Regions from separate parts of the Gossypium hirsutum genome. Here region 1 is linked to region 2. The links are chromatin contacts, called in public Hi-C maps. All regions are on one chromosome and are shown on one strand. Each heading gives the region's core, a stretch centred on a gene start, on an enhancer-like site or on the middle of the called end of the contact. The rest is flanking DNA. Distances are from core to core; before and after follow the strand shown.

Region 1 (2,729 bases), core at 83-2,582, 170 kb after region 2:
TTCCTTCAATAAAATCCCTTTCTTTTGAATTACTCAAAGTAATCCATCTCATTGTTATGATCTTATGTTTAAAATGAAAAATGAAAATGCTTGCAGTCTCCTTATATATAATAATATTAATAATAGCAATATGTTACTATCTCTGTTTCTGCAACTTGATTTGGTAGTTAAGAGGGGACAAAGTGTCAATGTCAATAATTGTATATTAGGGTTTAGAAATAAAAATAAAAATAAAAATGTCAAAATTTGTTTCGAATAATTGTTAAAAGGATCCTAAAAGATTAGAATGACAAAAGCGGGTTTTGAGGGATAGGTTGACACCCATATTTGATTGTACGTACGGTGTAAGCTCTAGGTTGACAAATTTGCTCATATAGTAATTTAAAAATTATAAAATATGATAAAGTACCAGAGTTAATAACATATATAAATGACATAATTGTAATAGAAAATCACCATGACATTATATTTTAATACTGAGTTTAAAGTGAGAAAGATCCACCATCTAAACACAAATTGTGGTCCCTTTGATAGGTGAATTATTTTAATGTTTTGATGCTAGTATGATTATCATAATCCAAAAAATTGGACTTCCTTAATTATAATATGACAGAATATAGAATAATCAAATACCTCAATCTAATAAGGTACCTTTCGAGTTAGTTGATATATTTTAAAACAAAAAATAGAAAAAGGTTTCATTAACTTAAAATAATTAATGTTAAGTAGATTTTGCAGCACAAATTCTTAACTCAGGGATTGTAGGGATGATTTATTCTTTTTAATATTTTGAATTCTGACCCCACCTTTCCAATAATCTGCATTGTTTTATTATTAATCAAAATTTTTTTATGTATTTTAATTTTTATATTTTTTTTAAATTTTAATTTAAATGGGTGTTAATTTTGTACTATGCTTAAATTCTTATTTTCTAATTTTTGTATTTTTTAAAATTTGGAATTTTATTATAAGATCAACATTAAATTTATTTATTAATACGTAGCTTTTTTATAGGTAAAATTTTAATTAACAATTAAGAGATTAAAAATACAACATCGGATAATATAAAAAATAGACCTAATATTAGTTGGGCTGGCTACTTGTAACTGACAAGAAAAAGGCAACCCTTTCATTACCGTCCAAAAAACTACTACTCTATAGTCCATACTCCATAACCTGCAAAAGTTGCAATGCAATCAGCTTTTGTACTGGCACGTGTCATTATTTTAAATAAATTCTACCTAATTTGATTTCTGCATTAAAAAAAAAGTTACTGCAGCAGTAATAATACAACAAATAAATAAATAATAATAAAAGGAAATAATTTCTTCCAAAAAAGCTAGGCTTTAATTATTTTTTGCCCCACTCAGCACCTCTTTCGTTGTTTGTCCTTCCATTTTCAGTCTGTGAAAGAGACCCTGACTCGGTCTCAGACTCAGACTCGGCTGTGGGCTGTGCTTTGCTGTGCCTTGCTGTGCCTTATCTCCTTTCTTTTTCAAGATCTTTAATCCTTCTGCTCTTTCTTTTTCTATTCTTTCTGCCCAACATTGAAGTACGCATCGGTAAGTAACTCAATCTCACCAGAAAGCATTTGCCTTGCCTTTTCTTTCTTTCTTTCTTCTTTTTTTTTTATATATGTTTTCACTTTGTTTTTACTAAACGCCGTTAATAAATAGGAAAGATAAAACAGAGATTTCATTTTGGATTAATAAAGAAAGCAATAACGAGGTACTAGAGTTTCTAAAAATGGGGAAACATCTCTTGTTTTTGCGGCTCAATTGAAACATCATTTTCTTCCTATCTTCTACCTTTATTATGTGAACTTGTTTTAACTTTAGAAAGGAAAAAAAAAAGGTAAAGTGCGTTTTTTTTTATCGTTATGGTTCCTTTTCTTTTCTTGTTTTCTGGGGAAAATCAATGGAAACGACTGCGTTTGTGTTTGTTGAAAGGGTTCCTTTTTATTAATTTTTACCTTGTATTTCTGGCTGAAAGCTGAGTAGAATTTATTAAAACATTAAAAGGAAAAACGATATGACGAATGATATCTAAGAAGGGGACCAAATACTTTCTATTTTTTTTTTAGTAAAAATGAATATTTTAGTTTATATGTTTGTTCTGTTTCTGTTTCAATGCAAAACTTCATATATATTGTATGGAGAAAAAAAATTATGAGTAGAATTTCTTTTTTGTGTATTTTTTTGGTTGACATATATAGTATTTGTTGATTGATTTTAATGGTTCTCGTGGGGGTTTGAGTAAAAATGGTTGTTGGGATGGCTTTTTATACATCAGTAAATTGTTGAATTTATGGTAGATATTTTTCGGTACAAGAATTTATGGTAGATTAGGGTTTCATTGAATTTTGTTTTGTACAGTAGTTGTGGGTCTGATTCAGGGACCTACTTTGCAAGATTTCCCAGATAATCGAATGGGAATTATTGAAAGTGTTAGTGTTTTTAGACTAGGTTACTTGATTAAAAAGTGAATCCTTTTATTTATTTAATTTTTGGGTTCCTCTACTTGGACGTTATTACTGCTTCTTAGAATTATTGAAGATAGTGGGGCGTGCAGAGAGAGAGGGAGGGAGCTGCTTTGTTAAAGAGGCTAGACCGGGTAGTTTTTGTTGGATGGGTTGATAGATAAGGTAAATTCTTCTAGAGTTTTGGTGGTGGAATTTACTGCTGATGTTGAAGGTTTATGGAACACTACTATGCTTTTACTTGGGGTTG
Region 2 (2,700 bases), core at 139-2,638:
TCCTAACTTATTTTGGCAAAACCCTAACCTTAAAAACCCTAAAAAATTTTAGGGACTAAACATGCAAATATCCCTAACATATAAAAACACGGAGCAAAGCGTGCCCCTGGGGGAGCGTTTTTTACCACGTCAGCAAAACGCGCTTACGTGGAAGTATTTTGCTGACGTGGCAAAAAACGCTCCCCAGGGGCGTGCTTTACTAGCAATTTTCCCCTTAAACGCGGCCACGTAGGTGCGTTTTGTAAAAAGTGGCCCTTTCCGGTAAATAATTGTGTAATTGACCCATTTTCGTAAATATGCTTGGAAATGGGCCTTTTTAAGTAATTTATGTCATAGATTATAAATAAACTACAAAGCTTTCTTCACTTTGTTTATTTTTCCTTTCAAACAATACTAAAGTAATAATAATGTGAAGTATACGGGGTACCACCATATCATAACAAATTAATAAATTACCATTAAAAAATCCAACAACATGCTAGAATAAGGGCTAAGGCTAGCATTAGAACAGTTTGCACTAATATTAAAAGAAAAACGACAAATTACTATAAAACTTCTCTTACTTTCTTTTTTTTATTTTCCTTTCGAAATTTTTTTTTTAATAAAAAACCTTTTAACTTCTTTTGCATTTTTAAATTTTTTTTATAAATCTTTACTTTTTCTTTTTTATATTTTGAAGAATTATTTATAATTTTTTAATTATTTTTTTATAATTTTTAAATTATTTATTGATATGGAACATAAAAAAATATGCCACATCACTAATGAAAAGTGGACAGTCAAGTTATTCCCAATAAAAAAAGAGGTAAAATTAAATATGTAAAAATTTATGGCTAAATTTACTATTATGCCTTAAATATAAAACATCAAAGTAAGCATTTAATTAGAGAGGCTATTTCATTCAATCATCTAACATAAAGAGACGAGTTTATTTATTTTTTAATAAAATGGTTAAATATAAAATTAGTACTCGAATTTGTTCACTTCTCCAGCATTAGTACTTATGGTTTTTTTTTCCAAATTGGTACTCGAATTTTTTTCGTCAGCTAAATTGATACCTAAGTCTAACGCCATTAACTTTTTACTTACGTGGCAACACTAGCCAATCGCGCAATGCCACGTGACGTCCTCTTATACCTCTTTTTCTTTTTGTTTTATTTTTTTTATTTTCCCCCTTTTTCTTTCCATTTTCTTTTCTTTTCTTATTTTTCTTTTTCTTCATCATTTCTACTTCCTTTCCTCTATCAAAAACTCATGATTTCACATTCCCTTCTTTCTTTTGTCAAAAACTCTTACCCCAAAAATTTTCACTCATTTTCTCACCATCTAATCACCACAAAAATCACATATCTTAATCCCCTTTCATTTTCCTCCCCATTTTTCAGCCACCATCAACCAAGCCCTACAACTTCCCCTCCCCTGTTCAAACTAACCCATAAAAACTCATGGCTTGAACCAACTGAGCTAAACTACACTTTCACCTATCTTAGATAACCTTGTGATGGGAACCCAATTGGATCGAGGTTGTTTCATGGTGGAGTGTCATTTCATGGGGCGTCATCAAGGGTGTCGTTGGTAGCGTTGAAATCAGTAGTGAGATTGGTAAAGATGCGAGTTTTGGAACATTTAAAATAGGGAGAGGCGAGTGAGGGATTTAAAAAAAGGTTGTTGGAGTGGTGTTTCTATTGCTTGGAAAAAGAAGGGGGTCTTCTTACATGAGAAACGTAAGGTTGCTCACTGTCAATGTCACTAACCGAATGCTTGGACATCTCTAGCGTTTTGATCCAACCGCCTCAGATGAAACTATCGGTAATGGCCCTTCCACTTCGTCTACTTGTTGTATGTCCACCATGTTTATTTTTCTTTACCTCTTAATTATGTTTTATTTGTAAATATTGTGTGGAAGGAAAAGTAGTGATAATAAAAATGAGAAGAAAGAGGGGTAATGTAAGATACAATTTCATGAAGCAAACAATAATATCAAAATAAATAGTACCTAATTTGTTTAAAAATCATTGTGCAAATCATAGTATCCTTCTTCACCATAAATAGCCACAATAACATACAAACAAATTACAAAATGAATTCTTCGATAAAAAGCTTTAAATCCTTAGAAACTTATAAAGTAAAAAAAATCCAATGGAGTTGTCTACATCTACCATTTTTTTTGTTCTTTCTAGTATTTTCCCAGGAAATAAAAAAAATCTAACTACCCAAAAATTGAAAAAAATAGAAAAAAAATAGAATGCAAAAATCAAAAAAAAAAAGATGAACCCAAGACTTGAAATATAAAAGATAAACCTAGAATCTAGAAGCTAAAAAGAAACCAAAGTTTAAAAAAAAAAACTATTTTTTTTGTTCTTTCTCATATTTTCTCGAGAAACAAACAAAAAAAATCCAACTATCGAGAAACTTTATTAATAGTCAAGTTTCAATTACGAGTTCTTCATTTCGAGTCTATTGGGTAATCTGAATCTTTGTAGCCTGAATTTGAACATGTTTCCTCTATGTCTAGAAACTTTATTTTCTCAGTATCTTCTACCTCGAATAAAGAAGCAGCAGCAACAATAGTAGAATGTAAAAGAGAGGAATTGAAATCAGCCATTGAAAAGCAAACGTGTTAGTAGAAAAAAGAATAGAAAAGGATAGTGGGAAAAAGAAAGATCACGGGGTAAAAGAAAAGAAATTGGGGTGGAAGAA

Evidence for each region. A called contact is a pair of places that touch in the nucleus more often than the background predicts.
Region 1: a Hi-C map of leaf shows a contact between it and region 2, with 2.8 times the contacts expected there. The contact joins the promoter of LOC107886472 here to the promoter of LOC107886431 in region 2. A contact is called at or near these places in 17 of 34 Hi-C or Micro-C datasets (anther, callus, fibers and 4 more).

The regions. Positions count from the first base shown.
Region 1 is chrA03:91,255,254-91,257,982 of Gossypium_hirsutum_v2.1, forward strand. LOC107886472 (squamosa promoter-binding-like protein 2) reads left to right here and starts at 1,333. Exons shown (of 5, transcript XM_016810441.2): 1 at 1,333-1,562. It overlaps LOC107888070 (4-coumarate--CoA ligase-like 1), which reads left to right. Exons shown (of 7, transcript XM_016812237.2): 7 at 1-139.
Region 2 is chrA03:91,080,577-91,083,276 of Gossypium_hirsutum_v2.1, forward strand. It overlaps LOC107886431 (stress-associated endoplasmic reticulum protein 2), which reads left to right and starts at 1,389. Exons shown (of 4, transcript XM_041099285.1): 1 at 1,389-1,809.